Linked DNA regions of Callithrix jacchus: region 2 is linked to region 1. A link is a contact called in public Hi-C data. All regions are on one chromosome and are shown on one strand. The core of a region is the stretch at or near the end of the contact, and the rest is flanking DNA. Distances in the headings are between cores, read along the strand shown.

Region 1 (7,591 bases), core at 1,914-4,413:
TTTCCCCTCCCACCCCAAATTACATAGATGACGTAGACTCACTGTAAAAAAAAATTACAAAATATAGAAAGGTATTCACATATTATAAAATCACCCCCAGAGATTACTATATTAATATTTTGATATATAGCCTTTCAAACTTTAAAAAAATAAATATATTCTTTCCACACACACAAGTTTGAATCAGAATGGATTAGTGCCTAAATTTTGTGAAGAGCATAAAGCAGAGCTTTGAGATATCTTAGAACTTCTCTTTATCAATGGGGAAAATGCAAACATTCTTAGGTGTAGTATAGTAAGACTGTATTTCAGGTGAATTGCAGTGATGTCCACAGCTATGGTGGGAGAAGGGGGTGCCTGGAGCCTATCAGAAATTAGATTCTGGGAGTTCTCCTTCGGTGTTTTTATGTAAGTAAAAACAGTTTGTAATAAACATCAAAATTGATGTAAATGGGGGAAAGCCTTTAAAGCCTTAAAACTGTGGCATGACCTAAGACACAGTGAGGGTGAGGGGCTTCTAAGCTGATGACTTGTATTATAGCCACCACCTGTCTGTGACATGCCAGCCACTCTGATGGGTGCATTCTGTGTGTTGTTCCACTGAACCCACGTATGCTCTGTGTGAGGTGGTTATGATCATGACCAGCCCCATTTTAGACAAGGCTCAGAGTGGGTGAGTGACTTGCCAGAGTGGCAAAGGCATGAGACTCAATCATGAGTCTGAGACTGAATGATTGGTTGATGGATTGATTTTTACTACCACTTGAAAGAAGTACCTTTAAAAAAAAACCCTAGGCCAGGCGTGGTGGCTCCCAGCTGTAATCCCAGCACTTTGGGAGGCTGAGGCGGGCTGATCATCTGAGGTTGGGAGTTTGAGACCAGCCTGACCAACATGGAGAAACCCCATCTCTACTAAAAATATAAAATTAGCCGGGTGTGGTGGCTCATGCCTGTAATCCCAGCTACTCAGGAGTCTGAGGCAGGAAAATCGCTTGAACCCGGGAGGTGGAGCCAATATTGCACCATTGCCCTCCAGCCTGGGCAACAAGAGTGAATTCCATCTCAACAACAATAACAACGACAACAAAACCCTTACTCCCTATGCAGCAGTTGGTACCTCGGCTCCAAACCCCTCAAAGCCATCTCAGGTGATCTGGACGGAGCATACAGCATTTTAGAGGTTACCTATGACCCTGAGGATTTCATCTCCTGATCCCCAGCAGGCAGCAAGAGGAAACGGAACTGTGCTTATCTGGACCCTTGGCTGAGATGACAACTTCAAGAGAGGGTTTCCTGTGCCCTCTGTCACTTGGCAATTTGATATAAGTTGAAGCTCCAGACTAAAATCCCCGCTACTGGCTGCCTTTTTGAAGACATCTTCATAAAAGGGAGGAAAGGGGTTCGGATTGGGTCAGGAATTATAGCCAAGCCTTGGTTTATCAACTGTTAGGATACAGAGGAGGGATCATTAAAACCTAGAAATAACTTCACAACCTGCAGTCATTGGTTTAAGCGGTCTCTCCAGGTAACTCTTGTTGCAGAGATACAAACAGGGGAACATTTCATTGCTTCTATTTCTATTCCTTTCCCATAAAGACCAATCTATACTCAGTCAAGCCTGTATAAAGCATTAGCTATGACAGGGAGAGAGCAGGGAACATGGAGGATTTTAGTACTGATTTTAGACTATGCCTCTCCATGCGGCTCATTCATCCTCACATCCTTTCAGTACCTGACGTGGCACTTAGACACGAGACATTTGATAAATGTTGAATTAAGTTATTAAGCTCTCTGTCCTTTTCGGTAATGCTTTCAGAATAAAAGGGACAGGCCACGCGTGGTGGCTCATGCCTGTAATCCCAGCACTTTGGGAGGCTGAGGTGGGTGGATCACCTGAAGTCGGGAGTTGGAGACTACCCTGACCAACACGGAGAAACTCCGTATCTACTAAAAATACAAAATTAGCGGGGCATGGTGTTGCATGCCTGTAATCCCAGCTACGCGGGAAGCTGAGGCAGGAGAATTGCTTGAACCTGGGAGGCAGAGGTTGTGGTGAGCTGACATTGCGGACTGCACCATTGCACTCCAGCCTGGGTGACAAGAGCAAAACTCCATCTCAAAAAAAGGTGGGGGGGGGCTATTTTCAAATTTTTATACATGACATATAACCTACAAAATCCCAGGCTCTGCCATTTGTGTAAGAAGCAATGAGAGACACACCTATAGCACATGGTGCCTAGGTACTCAGGAAACATTTTTGGGCTGTGTGTGGTGGCCTATAATTTCAGCACTTTGGAAGGCTAAACCCAGGAGTTTGAGACCAACCTCAGCAGCATAGGGAGACTGTCTCTACCAAAAATAAAAACATTAACCAAGCATGGTGGTGTTTGTCAGTAGTCCCAGCTACTCAGTGGGCTGAGGTGGAAGAATCGCTTGAGCCCAGGAGTTGGAGGCTACAGTGAGCCATGATTGTGCCACTGCACTCCAGCATAGGTGACAGAGCCAGACTGTCTCAGAGGAAAAAAAAAGAAAAACATTTTTGGAATGAATGAATGAATGGAATGGGATTAGATATTCTAAAATGAGTGACTGAGGAGTTGCCAAGACATCAATCAATCTTTCATCTGTGTTTATATGATAATACATTTGAGTGTTTTGAGAGAATACCGCAAGAAACTCTTTTATGTTTGTGCCTAAAATAAAGCAGGGTGAGGGTGGGAATCCTTCTGGAAAAAATAACAAACAGAGACTAATTGTTGCTTTATAGTTTGCCTCACTCCATGTAACAAGATTTCTGGAACCCTCAAACCTTGGCCGCGTCTGGAAGCGTGTCAGCTTCATACTTACTGAGCCGTATAAAAGCCCGTCGGTGTCCATGGCCAAGTACTGGCCAGTCTCGGTACTCTTTATATACACCTCCCCCACGCTTTCCGCACTGAGCTGCAGCTGAACTGGAATAAAAATAACACAAGCAAAAGTAAATAAACACTACGCTTTTGCCGATAGGACCCGTCAGCCAGGACAGTTGGCCATGGAAAAGTCTGCTCATTCATTTCTCAGAGCCCTCAGGGATGAGCCTCAGATGAATCAAAACATAGAAATACAGTCCCTTTGTCTTTGCCCCTCAAAGAAAGCTGTCCGTGGGGAGTTATGACCTTGAGAGAGGGAGGAGAGACAACGGCCAGCTAACCTACCTGTGCACCCTGCTGGTTACAAAATGACTCCACGTGCACCTTGATGGTGCCTGACTGCTATTTTTCTGTCACCTGGAGGAGGAGGAAATGGCATTGGCTCCCCTGGGCTCCCTCATCCCTGCATCTTGCAGTGCCTTCGAGTAGGATCTGGCCAGCCTGCATGTGTTCTGCTTTCGTTATCAACCTGCACTGGTTGCCTTTTAATTGTCTGGGCCTTGCAGTCGTGGGAGAGACTCCTGTCCACAGATCATTATTTTATAAAGTCTGAGATTGCTGTTTTCCCTGAGACAGAAGAGGTTCCCAGAAAGTTAGGATTGGTTGCCACATACTAAATTCAGGGAAATTCATAATGAAGGTTTTGTTAATCCCTCAGCCTCTGTGGCAACCCACATGGGGTACAGGCAGAGGGGAGATCGCCAGCTCCTGATGGGGGGGAGAATGAAGCCATTACCTGGAAATGCAGTGATGAGAACAGTGGTTCTCAACGGGGGGTGATTTTGTTCCAAAGAGGACATTTGGTAATGTCTGGAGACAGTTTCTGTTGTCACAGCTAGTGGGGCGGGTGCTATGGCATCTGGTGGGTAGAGGCCAGGGATGCTGCTAACATCCTACAATGCACAAAGCAGCCCCCACAGCAAAGAATTTTCCAGCCCAAAGAGTCAGCAGCACCCAGGCTGAGAAGAAACCTGGAGACGGAGGGAAAGGACTGTGAGTTACAGAGCCACACTCTCCTCCTTCACACTGATTGACACTCCCAAGGTGCTGGATACTTAATCGGAGTCCAGTATCCATTTGATAATTATTAACTTGTTTATTCACCCGAAGGTGCCTCTTGAGGGAGATGCTTTAGTTATTCACATTTGGGAATTGGAATTAATTGTAGACTCTTTGGGATAATTTATTTGGTCACCAGACCATCACAACCACCATTACAACTAGTAGTGAAATCTAGACCAGGAACCAGTGGCTGCCCAGTAGTTCCCTGGGAGGATGAGGAGGCATCTCTGAGGTTCGGGCTGGCAGAGGGCGAGGGGCAGGAGAGGCTGGAACACACATGGCTTTGGTTAGTAGATCTAGACCCCTCATTGGCTTTTCTTTGTTTTCTTTTTTCTTTTCTTTTCTTTTTTTTTTTGAGACAGGTCTTGCTCTATCACTCAGGCTGGAGTGCAGTGGCACGATCTCGGGTCACTACAACCTCCGCCTCCCAAGTTCAAGCAATTCTCCTGCCTCAGCCTCCCGAGTAGCTGGGATTACAGGAGTGCACTACCATGTCTGGCTAATTTTTATGTGTTTAGTATAGATGGAGTTTCACCATGTTGCCAGGCTTGTCTCAAACTCCTGACCTCATGTTCTGCCTACCTCGGCCTCCCAAAGTGCTGGGATTACAGATGTGAGCCACTGCACTCGACTTGTTTTCATTTTTAATTTAATTTATTTGAATAGGAAATTTACTCGCATGTTTCCACCTAGCAGAGGAGACAGTGAAAAGCTCCCTTCTGGAGTGCACATCTCCTGGGGGGATACAGAAACAAGGAAACTCCTCCTAGACACATTGTATGTGTATCCTTTCTAGAGAGTTTGCATGCATATATTACAAAAGACATACTATCTCTTACTAATGGTAACATACAAAGCACACAAGTCTGCACCTTGCTTTTTTTGCTTGACAAATTGGAGACCTTTCCAGATCAGTAGTGAAAGTGAACTTCTTTCTTCTTGCCAATTGAATTGTGTTCCATTATGTAGCTACACCATAATCATTTAACCACTTCTCTGTTCATATGCCTGTATTTTCTTATTTCTCTTTGCTTTCTTATCTCCTGATTCACCCCCAGGATAATACATAGCTTCATCACCCTTAGCTAAGATGCAATTCTCCCTTCCTTGGAAGTCTTTGCTATAGAGACTCAGGACTTCCTTTAGCTTCCTGTGGCAAGTGGAGTTTATTTAATTCACAGGACGGAACTGGAACCCACGGATGCCCTTTCTCCCAGGTCCTCCTGGTCATGGTTAGCTCTGAGAGTGTAGTCACGAGGGAACAGGCCAATGGGCCTCTACTGTAAGGTGGGCCCTGCTCTCGCGAGCCTTCAGTCACACCACGTGCTCGCTCTTTCTGCTCCTATTAAACTTAAACACAGGCCAGGTGTGGTGTCTCATGCCTGTAATCCCAGCACTTGGGGAGGCTGTGGCAGATGCATCACCTGATGTCGGAAGTTCACTGGAGAAAACTCATCTCTACTAAAAATACAAAATTAGTCAGGCCTGGTGGTGCACGCCTGTAATTCCAGCTACTCGGGAGGCTGAGGCAGGAGAATTGCTTGAACACAGGAGACGGAGGTTGCGGTGAGCCGAGATGGCACCATTGCACTCCTGCCTGGCAACAAGAGCGAAACTCCATCTCAAAAACAAAAACCACTTCGACACAACAAGCTCTTTCCCTGTCTTCCCAGCATCTTTACACATGCTATGCCCTCTGTCTGGCACCTTCTTCCTCCAGATATTGACAAGGTTCTTCTCCAGGCCTCAGCCTAAATGTCCTAAAACAGGCCTTCTCCAGTAACCTGTGACACTCTGTGCGCTGGGTCCTTTTATCTTCACCCCATTCTCCCTGCAATGCCACCCTCTTCCACATCCTCCTCCTCCTCTGGCCCTTGTTTGTTTCTTTCATGGCACTTAGTACAACATGCAATGATTTTATTATCTATGGAGCTACTGATCTATTTCTGCTTCCCCAGGAGAGTGTACACTCTAAGAGGAAGGGCAGAGATCTTGTCCTGTTCCCTCTTGGGTCCTCAGCACCTCCTACAGTGCCTTGCACACAGGGGACAGTCCATATTTTTTGGTGACTGAATGGTGTTGGACTCATGCCAGCAGAGATGATTCTGCTGGCCCATCATCAGTAAGGCTTGCACTTTGAGTTATGTTTCCAGTGATGCTCTGAGGGGTACAGTAAGATGGGACCATGTGGAGAGGTTTAAGACTCGAGGCTGGGCTCTGAGCTAGTGACCCTGGCTAGGCTGTGTAGTCTCATCAACACAATCTCTTTTTCAGTAAAATGAAGGGTATTTGGGCTCAGTCTCCATAAAGTTATTTCTTGGTCTAACAGTCTACGAAGCAAGTAGATCACTGAATGCCAAATAGAATATTCTTTGGCAATATAAAGGAACAGCATTCTGAGGCGTGCCACAACGTGGATGAGTCTGGAAAGAGTGCTGAGTGAGAAGAAAGCATCATAAAGGACCGTGTATTTTATGATTTCATTTAAATGTCCAGAATAAGCAGACCCTTAAAGACAGCAAGTAGATTCATGGTAGCCAGGGCCGGGGTGGGTGGAGATGGGGGAATTATGGTTAGAGGCATGGGGCTTCTTGAAAATATTCCAAAATGGATTGTGGTGTTGGTTGCACAACTCTGAAGTTGTAAGAAAACCACTGCGTTGTATGACTTAAACGCTGAAGTGTATGGCAGGAGTGTTATACCTCAAAAAAGCTGTTTGTAAAAAATGGTTATTAGACTTTATGGTTTTCAGAGAACCTTCCCATAGACTTTTCTGTCAATTTCCCAGCATAATCTTCTATGTTTCAGAGAGACCAGAGGAAGGGGCTCACCTTTTACTGATCACCTACAATGTGCCAGGTATCATGCTAGTTTCTATTTTGATACAACCAGTATAAAATTAAAGAGTGTGAGCTCCAGAACACAACTGCATGAACTCAAAATTCTGCTTGACCACCTATCAGCTGTGTGATCATTAGGCAAATGACTTGCCTCTGTTTCCTTATCTATAATAATAGTTGTTGTAAGGGCTAATGCATGGAAAGTGGCCAGTACTCTATGACCATTTCCTCTGTGCTTTTGTGACCTTTTCTGCTCCTTGAAGCATTCCCTGGAGGAAGCTGGTGCTTGCTCTGTCCTTTAGGTGAAAAGCTGGAGTTTTGTGAGGCATGTTTTATGCAAGGTTATACTTCTAAGAAGGGGAAAAATCATTTCGAGAGCCCAGGTTGAGTACTCAAAGTATCCTACGTTTTTCTCTCTTTCACACCACCTCTTGGGCTCCAGTTATGGGATGCATTGATCCAAATCCAGCCAGACTCTCCTGCTCGGACCCTCTTGTGTTCAAGATCAGACATGGACAAGATGGCGGGTGATCATCCAGCGTCCCATTTGTAGCCATGGAGTGGAATGAGTTTAGTTGCCTGGGACTCTTTTCAACCTACCACCCATTTATGTATTTAGTCAAACACATTATAGGTGCTACAGAAACCCCAAAGGGAAGGTCTTTTTAGGTAACCAAAGAAGTTTTTTTGTTTTTGTTTTTGAGATGGAGTCTCACTCTGTTGCCCAGGCTGGAGTACAGTGGCACGATCTCCACTCATTGCAACCTCTGCCTCTCAGGT
Region 2 (7,591 bases), core at 2,463-4,962, 97 kb after region 1:
CACAACTTACTCTCTCTATGCCTCAGTTGTGCCATCAATAGAAGGAAGGTGAGAACACCAGCTCTTTCACACTGCCACAGGGTATTGTAAAGATAAATGATGTAAATCAATAGGATCTGCTCTTTTGAAGATATGAAGCCATCTGAATAGGCTGGTGTGCATCGGAGAAACAAGATACACTTGAACCAAAAGTTTTGCTAGCACAAAGATGACGGTATCAGCCGAGAGTCCAGTGGCTTGATGTGGGGGCACAGATGGTGCAAGAAATCACCACTGTTTTCTCAAAATATTGGTTTTCTTTGAGATCAGAATTTGGTTGCCTTCCAAATCTTGCCAGCCACCCTCTGAGGGAGGGCCCCAGCTTGGTCACCCTGGTGGTGGGTAGGAGAAAGGGCAGGGCTGTGTGTACTGACTGGCAGCCCAAGGGGCAAGCTTAAATTCTAAAGCCTACTTTCTAGCAACATTTCCCACAAAGACCACCCTACCCTCGTTTAATTAAAAAGAGTACTCTCTGCAGAGTCCCAGAGGCACCTCTTTTTGTGAAATCCCTGACATTCCTGTAGGCCCTGGGTCAGGGGAATGACCCCTCACCCCTGGGTAGAGTCTAGTAAGAACTACCCAATAAAGGTACTGGGCACCCAGGTGGCAGAATAGAGGTCTAAAATATATGTACTTCTTCCTGCTGTCTAACCAGTCACCTGTGTCCTTTGCTCTTTAAACTCAGGCAGCAGGAAATTCTACTGATAGGTGTGTAAATGATTAGTGAAATAGGAAATGAGAAGGTGGCATCCTGGGTTATAAATCCCCACATCACCACTTACTAGATGTATAATTTAGGACAAGTAACTCATTTCTTTGAGGCTCAGTTTCCCCATCTGTTAAATGGGATAATAGCAGTACTTGCCTTGTAGGGTCATTGTGAAGATGACCTAAGATGATGCCTATAGGGGCTCCAGCATACTATCTGTGTTTGTTATAGTTATTATATTACTTTTAAAGTCAGAATTAAGGACCCCAAGGCCGGGTGCAGTGGCTCACGCCTGTAATCCCTGCACATTGGGAGACCAAAGTGGGCAGGTGAATCACCTGAGGTCATGAGTTCAAGACCAGCCTGGCCAACACAGCAAAATTCTGTCTCTACTAAAAATACAAAAATTATCTGGGTGTGGCAGCCGGTGCCTGTAATCCCAGCTACTTAGAAGGCTGAGGCAGGTGAAGTACTTGAACCCAGGAAGCAGAGATTGTAGTGAGCCAAGATTTTGCCACTGCACTCCAGCCTGGGTGACAGAGCAAGACTCCATTTCAAAAATAAAAAGAATTAAGGACCCCAAGTAATCCATCCATTCTCCCTAATCTATTTAGGAAAATTCACTTTCTATTGGTCAATTAACTGGATGCACTTAATTGGGCCCCTAGTATGTATTAACTACCACAGAGAGGGCTCGGGAATGAAACTTAACTTTCCCCGAGAATGGAGAATTCAAACTGTGAGAGACACTTAGACACATGAAGTTCTTAAAGAACATGGCAACAGCAAACTGCAATCCTGACAGGCAATCCCACTCTGATTCAGAGAGGGGAGACAGCAGAAAAGTCTGGAAGGGCCAGATAAGGCCTCATAAGGAGGCAGGAACAAGGCAGGCCCTTGTAAGACAAGATGCATTCACAGCAGAAGAGGAGAGGGAGACAGAACTGGGCAAGGGGGGTTGCGGGGGGGAGGGAGACTGATGTGAGCATGGGCAATTTGGGAGCCCAGGTGGATCTGGGCCTAGTTCATGGTCCAGGGGCTGAGCCACAGACAAGCCTTCTGATATCTTTTTTACTCTCAGAGAGCTCTAGGGATAACATGCCATGGAGTCTTTTAGTCACCTGTTTCACTAGCAATTACCCTTTCCTATGAGATTTTCTGTCACTAATACATTTTTGTGGCAGGTAAGAGGGAGGAGCTGCTATCAGAGGAGCTTTGACTCAATCTAGACCTTTGTAAAAAAAGTGGTATAGAGTAGCAACCATTGACTTCGGCCACCCTGCATCTAGCCCCCTTAGTCCTGGATGAGAACCCTGATCATGTCTGGGGAAACACCCCTTCATTGCTTTCAGTCCATGTGGTTTTGGGGATGGGAATGACTCCATGCACATGGCAACGCTGGGCACAATACCCACATTGGTTCTGTGTGATAGACCTTGAGATTCTAGCTAGAACTAGATAGGGCAGCACCTGTTCTTATACAGTGCTGTGCCAGTGTGGTGTCAGCTGGGAGCTTCTGCAGCCATCTGGCCACTGCAATGGGCAGGTCTTCCTGGAAACAGAAGGACACAGGGGATGCAAAGCCAAGAAATGGAAAGACAGATTCATGATGCCATCATCTAGGGCCCTGTATCCCATTGTACCAAAACCTTGCTTTTTCAGCCACATGAGTAAAAAACGAAATCTCTTTTTGCCCAAGTCTCTTCAAACTGGGTTTCAGTTCATGGTTACTAAAAGAATCCTGACTTATTCAAGTAATTACCTCGTTCCTACCAGAATTTTGTTGGCTGCTTCTTAGTATGGGTATGTGTAGTGCATAGCCCAGGGGCAGACTGTTTCCAGGATAACAGTTTGTGTGTACAAGTGATAGTGGGATCTATACATATCTCTAAATGGATATAGGTGCATGTGCTATGCAGAGGCATTAGAGGGGAGACTGAGACTGCAAAATCTGTTTCTCCTCTTTGTCTCTCAAGTCTGTGTACAGACCAATTTCCCCAACCCCTGATTTCATTCCTCTTGTTTTCAACCAGAGAAAGGAATTCTTGGGTCTGTTCAGTATATTCTTCAGGGTTCTAAGAAATCAGGAAGAGATGGGGAAGGGAGGTGTTGGAGAAAAGGAGGCTCTGTGTGTCCCATTTGTGTTTTTTTCCCTTTTGCCAATAACAAAGACTCAGCTGGCATCCTTTGTTTTCTATTTCATGCAGTGCTTTTTAAAATGAAGCTTTAAGTCTACAGTAATGGGATTTGTCTAATGATTTCCTGGTAAATGTCTTCTTGGATCTCAGCAAAGATAATTCATTTAGTAGGAATCACTTCCTGCTTCCCCGCTAAGAACTAGACCTACCCAGTTCTTTCTGACAGTAAACCAGCCTTTGAATGAGAGAAGGCAGTACAAGAATATTTTACTCTAGCATTCATCACGTAGACTCAAGCTTGCCACAGACCCAGATCAGGGAGGAGAAAAAGGAAGGCGGAGGTGAGGGGAGCGTTCATGCTGAGTACAAGCATGAAGTCAAGCAGAAAGTCTGTAGCAATCTGAGCCCTTTGCAGAAACAGATGTACTTACCTCTTTGCCTTGGCTCTGGGCTGCTTTCTTCCTGGGGCAGGGACAGCTTCTGCAGTGTCCACCCTGTTCTACCAGGACGGCTACAGGCAGGCTGCTGCAGGAGGAAGGGAGTTCCCATTCACCATCAGAAGGGAGTGTCCTCCCAGAAAAGGAGGCGATGCCCTCATTCCCCTGGAGCGAAGGCTGTTGGATCCACTTGTCCTCTCTCTCCTGTTCCCTTTCTGGTATGAATGGAGCTCAGAGGAGCCCCATGAAAAGAGCCGAGTGAAACCACACGCCACACCCACCCTGCTAACAGGTTGGTCTCCCAGCCTCAGGGATCGTGGAGAGGAATGCAGCGGAGTGGGTCATGGGCACTTAGGCCCCTACGAGTGCAGCTGACCCTGGTATGCCCACAGAAAGGCCAAGGACAACCGCTGTGTATTTATTTCTCCCCCTCTCATGTGATGTTATTTTTGGACTGGATACGAAAACTATTTGGGGGCTGGACAGCTGCCAGGTGAAAGGACAATGATCTCATCCGAGTTCTCTCCATGCCTCTCTCTGCACTAGTCCCTGTTACCTTTCCCAGTGTGAGGCAGAAGGCCGAGGGTTTTGCACCGAGCCTTACTGTCAGTACATCCAAGCCATGCGTCCAACTTACCATTGTTCTTCAGCTAGCCAACTGCCACCCTTTGGGGTTTCACAGAGGATCAATGTAACAAACGAAGTCCTTACTTTCATGTCTGAGGCAGGTGAGTGTCTGAGTGGCAGTCATGTCGCACGGTCATCATACACACTATTTTAGATGCAGGGATCCTCCAAAACCAGGAAGGGAGCCCCAACCCTGGAAGGCAGCTGTCGGCAGCATCACAGAGCAAAGTTCTTACATAACGTGTTGATTCTGACTTCCACCCGGTCTGTTTCTGCCTCTGACTCCTAGGCTTGTAAAACTGACAACATTAAAATAGCTTGATTTTTCACCTCTGATCCTTCCTCTTCAGATGTGAATGGTAAGTTTAGAAAATGCCATGTCTGGCAAAATGCCAATTCAGTATCGTCATCTTCACCATCATCACTGTAATTTACTGGGCCCCTTCTTGCTGAGTGCCCTTCATTTGCTGAGTACTTGTGCATTCTTGCATTTAATCCTTACAACACCCCTACCAGAAGGGATGATCGCTCCTATTTGATATCCAGGGAAGCTGAAGTTTGGAAAGGCTCCTCGCCTAACCTTTGGAGAGGACAGAGTGAGATGAGAAGTCCCGACTGTCTGAGCTCTTGGCCACTTTGACCTACTGTCTTCGGAAGATGTGAATCGTTGACATTTCACTGTTGTTTTCGCTTCCTAAGAGGGAAAACAAAACCCTTAGGGTTGATTCAGATCCACAACTTCAATCCTTGATTTCTGTCCCAAATCCAGTTCTTATAGGGGGAGAGAATGAGGTTTTCATCTCTTTATAGTCCCAGGCCCTGATTCTGGGTACAAGATGGAGTCTCTGGCCACAATTCTCACTGGAGCCATTTTTCTGTGAATAATTCACTGTGCAAAAACACACGCAGCAGAGAGGACTGGGCTGGGCCGCCCAGGCCAAGCTCCCACTAACCAAGCTGGACTGCACTTTCCACTGCTCAGAGAAAGCGACAGAGAGATTGAGCCAACAGCTTATCCAACACTGCCCTCTGCAGGTTACTAGCTGCATTACCCCAGATGGGGGTTTTCAAGGCTTTCCAAAGATGGGAGCCACACCAAGGATTATTTTTAGAGAATCAGTGTTTAGGTTCTCCATTTCTGCAGCTACTGTTTCCTAAATCTGGTTTGCCTGAGCACGTGTCCATGTTCACATTCTTTCCCCTACTGTATCAAAGGAAAGCATACCTGTCACTCTTCACAAATCTCACTAAGGTGCCATTGCCCCAAGTATAAAATCTCCAAGTCCCCAAACTAGGCGCTTCCTTTAATAATTTAATTCAGCCTCTTTTAATGATTAATTAGACATTTTTAAATTTAACAGCTTTGTCTTTCTTTTCTTGAATACTGAGGGACAGAACTGTGGAAGCAAATCAAAGAGAATATTAGAAATAATAACATTAATAGGTACACTTAAAGAATGATGTTACAATTTATTATTATTATTATTTTGAGACAGAGTCTTGATCTGTTGCCCAGGCTGGAGTGCAATGACACAATGTCTGCTCACTGCAACCTCTGCCTCCTGGCTTCAAGCGATTCTCCTGCCTCAGCCTCCTGGGTAGCTGGGATTACAGGCGTCTGCCACCACACTCGGCTAATTTTTGTATTTTTAGTAGAGATGGAATTTCACCATATTGGCTAGGCTTCTCTCGAACTCCAGACCTCAAGTAATCTGCCTGCCTCAACCTCCCAGAGTGCTGGGGTTACAGGCATGAGCCACCGTGCCAGGCCTACAGTTTAATTTTTAAATTCCAACTTTGTAATACATTAGAAATTATGATCTTGAAACCATATAAACTTAATGATGAAAATTAATATAAATGTTTAAATGTAGGTATATTTTGTTTTTCTAAATTGTTCTAGAAGGTACAAGAACAATTTGTGAGGTCTGCTATACCCTGGGCTGGGTATTGCTGACAGATAATAGGTTGCCATCTATTCATCCATTCATCCATCCATTCCTCAAATACCCATCGAGCACCTCTTGCATGCCAGGCCTTGTTTTAGGCACTAGATATAAAAGTAGTGAGCAAAAAATGGCATGTTCCATATCAAATTTTCAGTGATGGCTACCTCTGGGAAGTTGAGAGAGGGAAATAGATACGGATACACTTTTAATAATTAATCCAATAAATGTAAGAGTTCAACAATGATAAGCACTATCAAGTATTCTGTGCGGGAAACATGTGAGGGGAGAAGAAAAGGCACATACAGTACTTTTAAGGGTAAACAACCTTTATCCCATGTAAATAGCAATGTAGATATAATAAGCAAATGATATATTAAGCAAATCACAATAGGAAGGGGAGAAGGAAAAAGATATACATATTGACACTCACCAGACTATGGAGGATTCATCACCAGACTGAGAAGCAACAGCCTGGGCTCTAGAGTCGGCCACTGGTCTTTGCACAGATGAGGAGAGGTCTATGAATTTCCCGTAGAGTCTGGGACCCTAGCTCTTTTGTACCAAATTGTGTGGCATGAGGCCCAGTCATGATCCTTCACCACTGGGCTCAAGGAACACAAAAAGGTCAACATGTTTTTGTGATTGTCTGTTGTTTCTAAATAACTAACATATAGGAATAGATTGAAAGAGAGATTTCTCTGCAATAGCGCTGGATGAATGCCTCAAGGGGCTCACACAACCTACTCCACAACTTTGGTGACCATTGTTTGTGTCCACACGCAATTGAGTTCGAATTCAATATTTTTTTCCTCCACACCAAGGAGGAGTATTTTGGTAATTAAAGAATGTATAATGGAGATTAACAATATATAATGAGGATTGACCCACTTCATGGGGGGAGGCATCAGGGAAGTTAGCCCTGGAGAAAAGAAATCCAAACCCAAAATAAAGTGTCCAAGAATATGAAAAAACTGTGAAGACCTGGGAAATAAAAGCCACTATAACATGCGAGGATCAGGGAGAAGCAGGATCAACGTTTTTAGAGTTAGTTGGGTTTTTTGTTTGTTTATTTGTTTTGTTTCATTTGAGACAAAGTCTCACTCTGTTGCCCAGGATGGGGTGAAGTGGTGTGATCTCAGCTCACTGCAACCTCAGTCTCCTGGGTTCAAGTGATTCTCCTGCTTCAGCCTCCCTGGTAGCTAAGATTACAGGCCTGCCACATAGAAGGTGCTCAATAGGTATTTGAGGAATGGGTGAATGAATGGATGTATACATGGCTGGGATTACAGGTGCTACCATGCCCAGCTGATTTTTTTGTATTTTTAATAGAGACAGGGTTTCACCATGTTGGCCAGGCTGGTCTTGAACTCCTGACCTCAAATGATCTGCTTGCCTCAGCCTCCCAGAGTGCAGGAATTACAGGCTTGAGCCACTGCACCCAGCCTAGAGTTAGTTGTTTTTGTAAAGGGTCTCTGTCCTTATACAACTTCGACCATATTATAAATTAGTGGTTCTCAATCAGGAGTGATCGTTCCCCAGGGGACATTTAGCAGTTTCTACAGACAGGGTTAGTTGCTGCATCTGGGGTTATTCTAGTGGCATCTAGTGAGCAGAGGTCCCGGATGTTGCTAAACTTTCTACAGTGCTCAGGACAGCTCCCCATAACAAAGAATTATCTGGACCTAACAGTCC

Evidence for each region. A called contact is a pair of places that touch in the nucleus more often than the background predicts.
Region 2: a contact with region 1 is called in a Hi-C map of skeletal muscle, with 4 times the contacts expected there. The contact joins the promoter of FGF1 here to the enhancer-like site in region 1. A contact is called at or near these places in 3 of 3 Hi-C or Micro-C datasets (induced pluripotent stem cells and skeletal muscle).

The regions. Positions count from the first base shown.
Region 1 is chr2:41,038,063-41,045,653 of calJac240_pri, forward strand. All of the region lies in intron 3 of ARHGAP26 (Rho GTPase activating protein 26), which reads left to right. The region is part of intron 2 of FGF1 (fibroblast growth factor 1); the gene reads right to left. Among named protein-coding and RNA genes, the nearest start is that of FGF1, 96 kb to the right of the region's middle. Within about 2 kb of position 3,164, at least 4 of the 16 cell types and tissues checked have an H3K27ac peak or open chromatin away from gene starts, as enhancers often do. A contact at or near this core is called in skeletal muscle, where this site is marked.
Region 2 is chr2:41,134,421-41,142,011 of calJac240_pri, forward strand. FGF1 (fibroblast growth factor 1) reads right to left here and starts at 3,713. Exons shown (of 3, transcript XM_017968523.4): 1 at 3,318-3,713. The region is part of intron 3 of ARHGAP26 (Rho GTPase activating protein 26); the gene reads left to right.